2 separate regions of the Cricetulus griseus genome follow, and region 1 is linked to region 2. A link is a contact called in public Hi-C data. All regions are on one chromosome and are shown on one strand. The core of a region is the stretch at or near the end of the contact, and the rest is flanking DNA. Distances in the headings are between cores, read along the strand shown. Region 1 has its middle 19 kb from the start of Tmx1. Region 2 has its middle 24 kb from the start of Actr10.

The links. Hi-C and Micro-C count contacts between places; a contact is called where the count stands out from the background.
Region 1: a Hi-C map of the CHK-Q cell line shows a contact between it and region 2, with 3 times the contacts expected there. The contact joins two enhancer-like sites. A contact is called at or near these places in 4 of 8 Hi-C or Micro-C datasets (the CHK-Q cell line, the CHL-YN cell line, the CHO-K1 cell line and 1 more).

What each region holds. Positions count from the first base shown.
Region 1 is chr5:132,913,078-132,920,647 of CriGri-PICRH-1.0, reverse strand. No RefSeq gene overlaps it. Among named protein-coding and RNA genes, the nearest start is that of Tmx1, 19 kb to the left of the region's middle. Within about 2 kb of position 5,832, at least 1 of the 6 cell types and tissues checked has open chromatin away from gene starts, as enhancers often do.
Region 2 is chr5:132,466,619-132,474,029 of CriGri-PICRH-1.0, reverse strand. No RefSeq gene overlaps it. Among named protein-coding and RNA genes, the nearest start is that of Actr10, 24 kb to the right of the region's middle. Within about 2 kb of position 5,524, at least 2 of the 6 cell types and tissues checked have open chromatin away from gene starts, as enhancers often do.

The DNA.
Region 1 (7,570 bases), core at 4,583-7,082, 450 kb before region 2:
TTCCTTTTAATTTAGTATTCTGTGAGCACTGAATATACAAAGCTCTTATTGTAGAAGATCACTCTTCCATTTCATTAGGGACTCTGTATACTGAAGCGTAAGGACAATAATGTCACAAATACAGAATGAGTTTAAACTTAACTTCTGTGTCCTGAAATTTTGTCTCTCTGACTAGAAAACATTACTAACTCAGTTAAACATTTGTGTTCCTGCTTTGCACTCAATTAACTGTTAGCTCCAATTGATAAATTATTGTTTTAGTGCAAATATGAAATATGAAGTATTATAAAATGCTGGGGGTTTTACATATGTATATACTTTTGATAAAGTTAGCCCTTAAATGTCCTAAGTTGGTGTGTCCAGCCTATGGTCTGTGAGCCACATGTGTTTCAGGGTACCTGTGAATGCAGTCCAACACTGTAGATGACTGTGTTGTGTTGTACAATATAAGAAGGTTGGACACCCCTGTAGAGAGTGACTTTTCTCAGAGCAGAAGAGGAGTTGTAGCTGCCTTCTGAAGATCTCAGATAAAAAAATATGTTTTATTAAACAGGGCAATTAATTTGGTAAAATTAATTAATGGAGTTCATTAATTTAGTAAAAAATTGTTCTTTTATCTTGGAAAACGTACATTTGTAATTAGCTTTATTGCTGAGGGAGGATTGATGCTTAAGAAAAATTTAATTCGGTTGGCAAGATGTGAGCCTTGTTTATTTATATAGAATAGTAGAGCCACGGTTCTGATCTGTGATCTGGCTCTCAGTATGGCTTGGGTTCCCTTAATGTGTATACAGTTTTACATATATATGTTTGTGTTCATACATTTTCTAGTACTCAACCTTCCTTGGTCCTTGGGTTCTGTACTGGCTGGTTTTATGTTAACTTACACAAGCTAGAGTCACCAAAGAGGGAGCCTTAATTGAGGAAATGCCTCCATCAGATTGGGATGTCCGCAAATCTGAAGGGCATTTTCTTATTTAGCGATTGATGTGGGAGGACCCAGCCCATTATGGGTGGTGCTCTCCCTGGGATGTTGGTCCTGGGGTCTATAAGAAAGCAGGCTGAGCAGCTATAAGGAGGTAGTAAGCAGCAACCCCCTTCCTGTGGCCTCTGCATTAGCTCCTGCCTCCAGGTTCCTCCCCTATTTGAGTTCCTGTCCTGACTTCCTTCAGTGATGAACAGAAAACTGGAAGTGTAAGCAAAATAAACCTTAGGGTTAGGGTTAGGGTTTGCTTTTGGTCATGGTGTTTAATCACAGCAATAGCAACCCTAACTAAGACAGGTGCCTTTGGTCAGGTTTATTGTACAACACACAACTTGGTAAACAAGAATCTCTGTCTGACTAGAGTGGAGTTTTACTATTTGAGAGAACATTTTAGGAAATACTGTATTTCTAACAGCTTTCATCCCACTCTTTGAGAGACTGAAAACAGTAAATAGAAGCAATGTGCACCATGATTTGACGTGCTGAGAGAACATGCCTTATGGTCTGGAAGTTAGACACGCATGCCACCCTCTGGTGTTTAACACTGGATGTTGAGGATTATTCGTGTATATTGAAAAGATGTGTCTTAGCCTAAGGTGCCTTCTGATTGGTTTAATAAAGAGCTGAATGGCCAATAGCTAGGCAGGAGAGCATAGGTGGGACTTCCAGAGGGGGTGGGGACTGGGAGGCGGAATCTAGGATCGATTTCGCCAGCAGACTGGAGCAAGTCAGATGTGCCATACTAAGAAGAGGTAACTGAGCCATGTGGCAGAACATAGATTTAAAAATGTGGGTCAATTAAGTTATAAGAGCTAGTTGGGGAAAAGCCTAAACTTTCATAATTAATAGTAAATCTCTGGGTCGGGGCTGGAGAGATGGCTCAGAGGTTACGAGCACTGACTGCTCTTCCAGAGGTCCTGGGTTCAATTCCCAGCAACCACATGGTGGCTCACAACCATCCGTTATGAGATCTGGTGCCCTCTTCTGGTGTGCAGATATACATGGAAGCAGAATGCTATATACATAATAAATAAAATCTTTTAAAAAAAAAGTAAATTTCTGGGTCATTATTTGTGGACTGGCAATCCAAAGATAGACTGATAAGAAAACTTGCTACAGATGGAGGTAATAAAAGGAAACCTGTTGGAGTTTTACTTTATAGTAAAATCTCTCTCTCTCTCTCTCTCTCTCTCTCTCTCTCTCTCTCTCTCTCTCTCTGTTTACTATACTTAGGAAGGATCACTCATCATAGAAGGAGCCCTCCAACCCAATTACCCTTAGAACTTTGCCTGGTCCCTTGAAGACCAGACTTAATGGTCTTAGTGGCTATTCCCAACTCATATCTATATATCTCTTCAGGGCAATGAAGAACTAAGGCACTAGCTAACGAGACATTAACCTCCTAATTCCTGTTTCCTCTCTCCTTCAGGGAAGTAGCTAATCTTCTTGATGACAAGCAGACATTACCACCCAAAGTCCTGGGTACCTGGGGTTTGGAGGTCATTGTCAGAGTTTGCCCAGCACTTGGGCAATACTACAGGAAAGAAAGAAAAATGGAACTATGAGAAGAAGCAAAGCTTTGTGTATAAATAAAGCATTGTGGCCATGGCTGCTGAGTTCAGTGTGGCAGCTGTTTTGTTAAATTCAAAGAGCAATAAGTTTGCGTTTCCTGACAAGTGATAGGTTCTACTGTGTGTTTCTCTTGGGCTCCTCTTTTTAAAAAACAAACCCACTATCTACTATATTATATGGGGGAATATCTTTGAAAAAATGCAACACTTGTCTTTCACATAAACCTCTTTTTGAATCTAGGTCAAAATGTCATTTTTCATCGTTGTTGACACCTGGTGATAGGTTTCTATAGGAGCACAGCAAGGCTGGGAGCAGTGCTGAAGGTGTCTTTTGATATCTGTGTTTGTCTGTGTGGCATAAAAGAAAATTCAACTTGATTTACTTGCTGTGTTTTCTCTCCATGACCGTGAAAGCCCTCTTGGCCTATGCTCTCAGTCCCACATTAGACTCTGGGAGAGTTTGATAATGAAGTAGAATAGCCAGGCACTGACATGGTAATGGATATTTTGTGGGTTTAGTGAGTGCTCCTACTGATTGGAATTTATTTATCTGTATCTATAACTTGTCTTTTAGGGACAGCCTGTATACTTTTCTTCACTTGAGCCTCCATGACCCCTCTCTACAATCCCCTAAGACAAAGAAGGGTGAGCAAGTAGGTCATTTGAAAATGATCCTGTTAAGCTGACGTGAGAGACCGAAGGGGCTAAATGAGGCCCAGGGGAAAATATTAAGACCTATTGTGGAGTTGTTGGTTTGTGTGGGTGACTGCTACCCAGTCTTTAATGGGATAGTGTCAGTTTTTTTCAGATATGTTTGCCTGGGAAACAAGACCAGGAAACATTTATGCATTGGCTTCTGCCTCCTGTTGACTAAATCTAGTCACTTCAAGCACTACAAAAAGTGGACCAAAACGATGTCTTGTGGTGGGTAACAGATGACCCATAAAATGCTGTGAAGTTAATGTGATTCAGCTGAATTCTGAGCATTCAGTATGCCTTTGGAAATTGCTTTGGAAACTACTTGCAGCCTTGGAAATTACATCTGGGAAGATAGAAAACACACAATCTTCCCATTTTTCCACAGATCTGCCAAAGAGACAAATGGGCTATGTTTTATTTTCTGATACTTTAAACCAAACATTATTCTGCTGACTGGAGATGTTTGCAGCACTCTTCTGACATGATTTACACATCAGTGTCTGAAGGTTTCAGTCAAGTAATAATAAAAAGGTATTCCATGTGGCCATCCCCTAAAGAATGGAACTATTTTGGAGGTTCAACCCTGAGGCTATGGTTATTTTGAGATATGTATAGGCTCACAAAGTAGACTTGTAAAAATAATACAAAGAGCCCCCCATATCCTTAATCAGTTTCCCCTCATATTAGTATGTATTCAACAGAATGATAAGGAAATGAACATTGATACCACAGTATTAACCCACAAATCTTATTTAGATTTTTACCAGTTTCCCCAGTAAAGCACCAAGGTTTTACAACATTTTAGTTGGCATTCTGAACACTCTCCAGTCTTTCTCTGTGTGTCATGGCCTTAATGCTTTTCAAGGTCACTGTCTGTTGTTTCATAGACCCTCCCTCCTCTGGGGTCTGTATGCCATTTTCTCACAATTACAATGAGATTAGACTTTTTTTTTTAATGTTTCAAGTATACCAGAGATATCTACTTGTGCCCTTCTGCAGGTGCAATGTCCAGGAATAGCTACTTTCAGAATGTCTTACACAGGGGGGGGGGCTTCCTTTGATATCTTAGAGCTGGTATATTGGACCTCTGTACTATCAGGTGGCCTTGTCTCCCTTTATAATCAATGGGAGCTTCACGACTAGTGACCTGTCTCCTTTCTCAGAATAGTTTGGCCCACAGTTTTATCATTCATTGCTAGTTATTTGTAACAGTTATTCAAGAGATTTGCTTGATGATGATCTACTTCTATTATTTCTTCCTCATTTATTAGTTCAAATGATAATTTATTTGGGCTAATGGGCAGAATCTACTGTGATTGTAATGTGGGCTGTTACTCAAAGTGTTCAGCCTTTGCTGAGTTAGTGCCTTCCTTCTTTCCTTCCTTTGAACATTTCCTTTCTGGTATCACGTTGTCCTGCTCTAGAGCTGGAATCAATCCTTTTTCCAATGAACTTTGATTCTCTTCATTAGAGAATGCTTTTTGTTTTTTGGTAGTATATAACCCTGGCTAGCCTAGAACTCACTGTGTGTACCAGACTAGCTTTGTACTTACAGAGATCTGTCTGCTTTTGCCTCCCAAGTGCCGGCATTAAGTGTGTACTTCATGGCTAGTCAGTGGTGGTGCAAGACTTTAGTACCAGCACTTGGGAGTCAGAGGCAGATGGATCTCAGTGAGTTCGAGGCCAGCCTGGTCTACAGAGTGAGTTCCAGGACAGCCAGGACTGTTACACAGAGAGACCCTGTATCAGAAAACAAACAAAAAAGTGTGCTTTACCACCCCCATTGTGAGAGTAGTATTTAAAATCTCAGTTCTTGGAGCTGTTGACATGCTCTCTTCCCTGTGTTGTTGTTCTCCCAAGCTTGTGGGGCCAAGCAGCAACTAGACTGAGATCTCAGAAACTGCGGGTCCAAACAAAACTGCCCCTTTAAGTCTTTTCCTCAGCCATTCCAGCTACACTGACACAAAGCTCACAGTGGCCCTCACAGAAGACAGCTTAACAGCACACACCTGTGCTGCAGATCAAATGCACAATTCACACATGCACAGTTCTTTTTAAAGCATTTTTATGGTAGGCCCAATACTTTGGATCACTCTCTTCTCCTTCATGTGCCTATATTATTTACCTATAACGCAGTTAAATTCATTTGCCACTGTTTATTTCACTACCAGTTTTCTCCAAATCCTATCTGAGTCATTTATTTGAGTATGAGAGACATTACATGCCTACCCCCTCCCCCCACCTTGTTTATTTGAGACAGGGTCTCAAACTTGCAAATAGCTGTGATGATTCATATTGATGGTCAGCTTGTTAGGATCTAGAATCAGCTAGGAGACATGACTCTAGCATGTCTGTGAGGAGTTTTCTATAGTGGTGGGAAGACCCACCCTGAACATGGGAGGTACCTACCCATGAGCTAGGGTCCTAGAATGAATAAAATAGAGAAAGCAAGCTGAACATCAGCAGTCATCTCTCTGCTGCCTGACTCTCTCTGACTATGCCTAAATGTGCCTGATTCTGGCTGACTCTGCCTGACTGACTCTCTCTGCCCGACTCTGCCTGGCTGTGCCTGGTTGTGCCTGACTGAATATGCCTGACTGCCTGGTTGTGCCTAACTGCCTGACTGCCTAGCTCTGCCAGCAATGTGACTGATTCTCAAGCTCCGGTTGCCACGATTTCCCTATGAGTGTTTCTGTCAAACTGTGAACCAAAACAAATCCTTTCTTAAGTTATTTTTGTCAGGAATTTCTGAGAAAGGAGCAGACCCTGAAGAAGATTGACACTGCGAAGTGGTGTCCTTGCTGTGATAACCTGACCATGAGGCTCCTGTGCTCTTGGAACTGGTTTCTAAGAGGAATGCGGAAGAGTTTGCAGCTGCAGGCTAAAGGACTCCTAGATTGCTGCCAGCAGAGCTTTAGGAGCTAGTCCGGTGGGGTTTGGGTGGTGATAATGCTGAGAGAAATATGGGTCTTAAAATTATTCCTTTCATCTATTTAGAATTGATTTTTGTGCCAAGTGTGAGAGATCTCATTTCCTTCTTCTGGGATGGATTGCCAGCTCCCCAACACCATTAGTTAAAGGAAGCTGCTCTTTTAATGTATCCTTTTGACCTTTTGTCAAAGCATAGGTGGCTGCAGGTGGCTGTTGGCAGCTGCAGGAAGCTGATTGCAGGTGGTTGACTGTAGGTGGCTGCAGGCAGCTGCAGGTAGCTGGCTGCAGGCAGCTGCAGGTAGCTGGCTGCAGGTGGCTGTAGGTAGCTGTAGGTGGCTATAGGTGGCTACAGATAGCTGTAGGTGGCTATAGGCAGCTGTAGGCAGCTGCAGGTAGCTGGCTGCATATGGCTGTAGGAAGCTTCAGGTAGCTGTAGGTGGCTGCAGGTGACTGTTGGCCGCTGTAGGAAGCTGACTGCAGATGGCTGTAGGTGGCTGCAGGTGGCTGTAGATAGCTATAGGTAGCTGTAGGTGGCTACAGATAGCTATAGGTAGCTGTAGGTGGTCATAGGCAGCTGCAGGTAGCTGGCTGTAGCTGGCTGCAGGTGGCTGTAGGTAGCTGTAGCTGGCTGCAGGTGGCTGTAGGTAGCTGTAGGTGGCTGTAGATAGCTGTGGGTAGCTGTGCGTGGATGGCTGCAGGTGGCTACAGATGGCTGCATGTGGCTGTAGGCTACTACGGCTGACTGCAGGTGTGTGCATTTATTTCTAGGTCTCTTATTCTAGCCGCCTGTCATGCCTGCTTGTTTATTATGGTATTAAGGGTCTATACATAATCTGATATTGGATCCTGTGATTTTCCAGCATTATTCTTCCTGCTCTATTTGGAGTCTTTGAAGCTTCCACATGGGTTTTAGGCTTATTTCTTACTTCTGTGAAGAATGTCATTGGCTTTTTATAGAACTTGCATTGAGACTGTAGACTGCTTTTGGTAAAGGTGTTCACGATATTAATCCTGCCTATTCATGAGTGTGGTGGGGCTTTCCATCCTTTAATGTCTCCTTCAGTTTTTTTATTCAGAGTCTTACAGTTTTCACTGTAATATATATGCCACCCAATAAGTAAGAGATAGCACTGTAGTGTTGTTTCAGTTTACATTTCTGCCTATCCTTATTTTCATGTATTTAAAGCCATCAACATATCTTGGAATGATTCATCTATTGCTTTTTCTCTGCTGGAGTTCAAAAACTCTTTACTTAGGAGGGATGTGTGTCATATAATTATATATACCATATTTATCAGTTGTCTTTTGCCTGCTTATATCTGACTTATTTCCTTTCTCTCCACTATATCTTATTTTGTGTGGTCAACTTATCTTTTGTATTTTA
Region 2 (7,411 bases), core at 4,275-6,774:
TTGGGACTGGAAATTTGGGACACAGAAAGTAGAATAAACAAAGTCCTGGAGCTTAGACAGGACAGGAGCTGCCTGCATCCCTACCAGATGGGCTATAAATAAATAAATAAATAAATAAATAAATAAATAAATAAATAAATAAATAAAATAATCTGGTGAGTAGTAACACTAAGAAGTAACTCAAAACTGAAGGCTGCTTGTGGTCAGTCTTGCCTAACCATTAAATCAAGCCTTTCTGTTTTGTTTTGTTTTTGAGACAGGGTTTTTCTGTATTGTTTTGGAGCCTGTCCTGGAACTCGCTCTGTAGACCAGGCTGGCCTCGAACTCACAGAGATCCGCCTGCCTCTGCCTCTCCAGTGCTGGGATTAAAGGTGTGTGCTGCAGCCGCCGCTGCCACCACCACCACCTTTTGAAAGAGATTTTTGCTGGGTATAAAATTCTAAGTTGTGACACCTCTTCTCTTTCAATACTCAGAAAGGTTTGAGATTTAGCTGGGCGTTGGTGGCACACGCCTTTAATCCCAGCACTCGGGAGGCAGGGGCAGGCGGATCTCTGTGAATTAAAGGCCAGCCTGGTCCTCAAATCAAGTTCCAGGACAAAAAAAAACCCTGTCTCAGAGAGAGAGAGAGAGAGAGAGAGAGAGAGAGAGAGAGAATTAACACCAGCAGATCTGTACAAGAAGTGTTAATGAAAATTTTTAAGCTAAAAAATGTAATGAGGTTACAGACATATATAATAAAGTTTTATTTGTGAAAAACTGGGTCCATCCAAAGACTGAGGAGACTTAAAAATAGTAATGATAGTTTTTAAACAATTTAAATATTTAATAACTTCACAGCTTGAAATTCTTAACAAAATAATTGGTTATTTGAAGCAAAAACAAAAGCAATGTATTATGAAGTTTATGAACATATATGGAAAGAAGATGTCTGGCTGTAATAGCACAAAAAGCAGAAAAGATGAAAATATACTATCAAAAGAAATTTTTTCTATAAAAGGCCAATAAATGAACATTTTTAGGTTTTGTCAATCATGTCAAGTATGTTAGAACTACATAACTCTGCAATTACAGCATGAGCACAGCCCTAGACAACATAGAGGCAAAGGATCATGGATCTGTTTCAAATAAGAGATAGACACACACACACACACACACACACACACACACACACCACAGACACACACACACACACCCCAAAACAAACAAAACTACGGGCAGCAGGCTGCTTTTGGCTCCCAAGCTATCTGTGATGGACAATCTTAAGTGTCAGCCTGAATGAATGTCTAGATTAGTAAGGTGTACCACTGGTATATCTGTAAGGACATTTCAGAGAGGTCTGGACTGAATGTGGGGTGCAGCAGCCCATGGCCTGACGGCACAAATAGGTTAAGGAGAAAGTGAAAACAGACCTTCTTTCTGGGCATCCTGGCTGCTGTAGTGTGAGCTGCTCTGTTGCCACCACCCTGCCTCACCAATACCTTAGTGAGCTAGAACAAATCCTCATTGCAAGCATGGTATGAGGAAAAGCCACATGGTTATCTGTGTGTGTTTACATGTTCAGTGCATGACAAATGGTCATGAAGGACACTTAACAAACAAAGCTATGAGTAAATCTGAAGAGATGAGCTAAAGACATGAAAAGAAGACGACCTTTGCTGTTTTCTTCTAAACTATATATTCTTCTTGGGATATTAGTATTTTAGAACAACAGATCCTAGGCTGGAGGGTTAATTTAGCAGGCAAAGGTGCTTACTGCCGAGCGTGATGACCCCAGGTTTGAGAAACTGACTCCCACATGCTGTCCCATGATCTTTACACACACACATACACACACACACACACACACACACACACACACACACCTTCATTAAATAAAAGTAAATTTTAAAATTAAAAGATTTAATCCCAGCACTCAGGAGGCAGAAGCAGGCAGATCTCTGTGAGTTCGAGACCAGCCTGGTCTACAGGAGCTAGTTCCAGGACGGCCTCCAAAGCCACGGAGAAACCCTGTCTCAAAAAAAAAAAAAAAATTAAAAGTAGACTAATTCAGGAAGTGACTACCTTTTAGGGACTATTGTCAAGGGTAGAATGCAGAATACTAGGGAGAGGTGCCACACAGAGAAGTGAGAGTTCCACAGAACAGAGCTAAATAAATGTTTGCAGTGAGGAGTTGGGAGAGAAAGGGAGTCCCCTCAGAAAGCAGTAGTAGAAGGGCAAGAGGGAAAGATAGAAAATAAGAGGGTGCCTACACCCAGGACCCACAGACAGACATCCAGGACCCACAGCAGACATCTGGGACCTGCAGACAGACATCTGGGACCTTCAGACATTGAAAGCCAGCTGGCACACACACATGGACAATAAGGAGAGAGAACGCTTACAAGAAATGGCTTCGAATGAAGACAGGCTTGTCCAAACTGAGGGGGGGAGGGGGGAGAGACACAAAAAAACAGGGAACACCCAGAAAACAAGTAATGAAGACAAGTTCAGGACAGATCATCAGGCAATTTTCAAAAATCCCAGAAAGTCTCATAATGTGTTTGGCTTTTAAAGAACGATATGGGAGGTTTACAGTTCTGTGAAGACTATAGAAAAAGTCAGTTATACAAATACAGATACAAATAAAGGAGTATTATCTGAGGACATCGGCCTGTGCTGCATGGCTCACATGGCCGGCTCCCAAAGCCAACACTACTTAGGGACATAAAGTGTTAGTCATGGAGGAGGGAATTGTGTCTGAGGGGAGAATGTGTATAAAGGGACCAGGGAGATTCTCACTTTTCCTATTAGAAAGCTGCCAATAGCCCAAAGTGAATGAAGAAGCATGAAAAGGCAGAATGCAGATATTATAAAAATGTGATTTCAAAAATATGGATGTAAGCCAGGCAGTGGTGGTGCACACCTTTAATCCCAGCACTTGGGAGGCAGAGGCAGGAGCATTTCTGTGGGTTCAAGGCCAGCCTGGTCTACAGAGTGAGTTCCAGGACAGGCTTCAAAGCTACACAGAGAAACCCTGTCTCAAAAAAACAACAAACAAACAAACAAACAAACAAAATATACATGAAAATTCTTTTTTTCTGAGACCACATTGTGAGTTGAAGTCATTGGTATGTAGAGGTGGTGCCTGGTAGTCTTTGACTTTTAAATTATACTAATGTATCACTTGGAAACAATTTATTATTTTTCCTAATTTATTTACATGTATATTTAGAGACAGGATTTTTTGTTTGTTTAAGTAGCCCTGGCTGTCCTAGAACTCACTCTGTAGACCAGGCTGGACTCGAACTCAAACACCCACCTACCTCTGCCTCCCAAGTGCTGGGATTAAAGGTGTGCACCACCACCACCACCGGGCTAATTTTTTTTTCTTTTAAAGAGATCAAAATTATTTCGCACACTAATCACTGAACAGCTCTTAGTGAAAGCCACAACGAGGCGATGGCAATGATGAGGTGGTGACATGGCTTCTGTCCGGAAAGTGCTGCTGTGTTTGTGTAGAAAAGATAAGACCTGGGTGCACAGCCCAGCAGGCTGCCGTTCCTCCGGAGGTCGACTCTTCTGGCAGTGAACTTGGGCTACTCTGCGAGGTGTTAGGATATTAATGAAAAGGCCCTTGGGGGCCACATGGAAGTTGTGGCCAGAAGGTACCAGAAGGTGAGGCGGCTCCCCCTTTCTGGGCAGGCAAGGAAGCGTGGCGCAGATGCCCCTGAGAACGATCTGTCTCTAGTTTCCTGGGTGAGAACAGCCAACAGATGGGTGTCTGGTAACCCAATGCCCCTGTTGAAAGGACCCAAGTCAATTGTTCCACCTGGCACTGGCGCTGGCTCTGCCTCCAGTTTCAGCTTCGAGCCTCTGGAGGGGGCTAAGGACAAAAAGTGGAACCTGAGACCCTGTATTCAGAGGGAGGGGCTGGAGACACAGAGGGTGGGGTGCCTGGAGTTGAGGGAGGGGATACTCACGACAAGTTTGTGAATCAATCCACCCTAATTCAAGGGCTCATAAACCTAAAGGAGGCTTTGAAGCTACATGGGAGCTTTTCTAAATGCCAGTCAGAACCTCCGGGGGTGCTGCCAAGGACCGTGATACACCCATCCATCCTTCAACCTCTGTCAGAAACCTGCCGGAGGCAGCCCTCTCTACCTGAGTTCTTTCTCCTCCTCTGTCCCTAAGTTTAGACGCACAGGATCTGCATCTCAGGATCTGGCATGAATGCTGAAACCCAGTCTAACAGCCAAGGTCTGTGATTGGTGCAGCAGGAGGCACGGATGCCGGGGCGGGGTTTTCCTGTAGGTCATTGCCATCTTTCATCCCAGGCATCTCCAGGGAGAGATGGCGTGAAAAGGGAGGGGTGGGGATCAACAGGGAGGGTGAAGTGGTGGACTTATTAGATGGTGAAGATTAACAGAGCTTTCTTTATTCTTAAAAAATTTCAGGAGGTTGTACACACAGGTACAGGACCATTCCCCACCCACCCAGCTCCTGTTTGTGGTGACATCCTAAAGACCTGGTTAGCGCTGGGCCTGTCGAAGGAAAGGATGCAATTAATACTGAGCTTAGCAACAAGTGGAAGTTCTGTAGCCAGGTGTCAGGGAGCCAGATGAGTAGGGTAGGTCACAAATATGTCGCCTCTTGGGACATCCTTGTCCTGATCATCTCTCCTGGTCTTAGTTCGTGACAGTTCTCTTTGCCCATCAATTCTAAAGGTGACTTCTATCATGTCCCTACCCTGTAGAGATTTTTCGGTAGTACCTGTCCTAACCACCAATTCCCCTTCACTAACCTGTTTGTTATTCTTTGATGGTCTCCTCTTAAGTCACAGTATAGGCTCTGAGAAAGCTTACTAACGGAAATACTAATCCCAACCTCTCAGGGGTGCAGCCCAAGAGCAGTGATACACCCACCCATCCTTCTGACCCCTCTTGGAAACCTGCTATACCAGGTGCACAATACCACCCAGCCTCTAGATCAGCTATGTAAAACAGATGACAAGTGATGGCCTTAGGTAAGTGAATATAATAACATTCAACTACAGAAGAAAACTTGAATTCATCCTAAATTACATTTTATTTTTTTTACGGAGTGAGACCGATCTTAGGATGGATTTTTGCCTACTTGGTGTTAATTTTTCTCCAACTCCATCCTTGGAAGCTGCTGATGTACTGAGCTGTTCACGTTGTGGATTACATTTTAACGAATAAGGACAACAAGCAAGGATTATCCTAAGCAGACAGCTTAGCCACATCACAATGCAAGAAGCTTTTGCTCAGCATTGGGGAAGATGGAAGCACATCAAACCGGATGAAATGAAGAAATCAGCTCTCAGAAGCAACCAGAAGGAACACCGCTACAAGCACCAGGGGAGGGTGGACCTCCAGTGGTCTTCATTCTACACAGGACAGTGAGAATTCTCTTTCATCCCAGACAGGGTGTTATTCTGACTAAATGCAACTGTACATCTTCAGATGTTCCAGGAGCCTCACATTCTGTGGTTTACAGGCCTGGGGGAAGAATGATTCCTTCCTTGGCATGGCTCCAGTCAAAGGCTCAGCATGGAGGCAGCCCCGGGTGGGTGTTCACTAGCTGTTCAGGAATGATGAACAAAACCACAGGCAGAGATGGCATGGCATACAGATTTCTGGTTCCGTCCAGTGTTTCAGAACAGTGAGCAAGACAAGGGATTGGCTTCTAGAACATCTATCTCCCTCACCTCCTTGATTGGCAGATGAGTGACTCCCAAGCATAGTCTGTGGGAAAGGGGAATGGTCTTCTGGAACATTAAATGGGTTCAGAGTGGGTGGGGTGGCTTCAGTTGGAGCTGGATCCTGCCTGTTCCCGACTGCAGCCTGACCTCTGGTGGTCAAAGAGAGTGGTTCACAAGAGCAACTCCAGGGGGAAAATGATAGGCTTGGAAAGGCTGCCTGAACGCCACAATGGCTCCCACCAACACTGGGACTAGCCGAGGAGGTCATATCGGCTGTGGATTCCTTGCTTCCCTGGTGTGGAAGGTGTGCATTGGTAGTGTAGTATTCATACCGTGGCTTCTTTTCTTTTCCCACACAGGTATGTACCTAGCTGGAACACCCAAAGCCACTTCTGAGAAATGACAGAGATGGCTCTGCTACATGGCTGGCCCCTTCCCTGTCCCCCTGGGTTCCGGTGTGGCTCACTCACCGTCCAGACCGTGCTCAGCTTCCTAACCTGCAGTCAGTCACAGAATGAAAGCGTTCCTTAAGGTTTCCTAAGCAACACACCTGAACCAGCTGTACCTCGAGCTAAATAAAGCACACAGAGCCTTTATATTCCCAAAATCCATTTCAAGGAGTGACCATTCTTCTGTCTGGTGACTACTGGGTTGTGAAGTCAGAAAAGGTAAGTGTGGTGTCCTTGCAGTGAGGAGTTGTGAGCAGGAAGTCTGGAGGGGTAGATGGTGGCTGTGTGCAGTTCACTCAGCCAGTCACCTAACACGAAGCTAAAGGCCTCCTGTAAGGCCAGTACCAGGCTGGATGCTAGAAGCACAAAACAAAGTAAGCTATGTGCACAACCCTCAAGTCATCTTTGTTCCTGTGAGGAGCAGAGGAAAGACACTCAACCCAAGAGCTGCCACCCATGGACTTCTCTGGTAGGTCTAAAGCCTTGGTCTCCTGCTGGACCACACCACCCTCCACCCAACCAGTCACAATTCATCGAGTAGAAACTACTGACCCTTGAAGCCCTTCTATGAGGGTGACTCTTTTACTATCTTCATTTTACAAGAGAAACCGAGCCTCAAGGAAGATCAGACAGTTTGCCCCATGCCGAATGGGCCCCCTGGTACCAGAGTCTGCCTTTCTTCAGTGCTCATGCTGCCATCTACCAGATGACAGTCCTCTGAACACTTAGCCTCCAATCTTTCTACCACTGCTTTGTTGCTTTGAGTTAACATCTTACTCTCTCACCTTGAGACTCATTTGTTCTTATTTTATGTGTGTGTTTTGCTTACATATATGCAAATCTGCCATATTCATGGAGTGCCCACGAGGCCAGAAGAGTGTGCCAGATCCTCTGGAGCTGAAGTTAATAGACAGTTATGAATCACCTGGTGGGAAGCGAACCAGTGTCCTCTGTAAGAGCAGCCAGTGCTCCTAACCGCTCAGTCATCTCCCCAGCCCCTCACTCTCTCGCCTTAGAAGTTGTCTCCAGCCACTCACCCATCCTCTGCTCTCAGATGACATCGCACACACGCCTGCCAATCACAACTCACTCATTGCCAGCCTCTCTTCCTACCCTTAGGACCACATCCCTTCCTTTTATTTCCTGTCTTTTCTTTCCTCCCCCTCCCCCTTTCTTTTCTCTGTGTAGTCCTGGCTGGCCTGGAACTCCCTCTGTAGACCAGGCTTGAACTCACAGAGATCTGCCTTGCCTCTGCCTCCC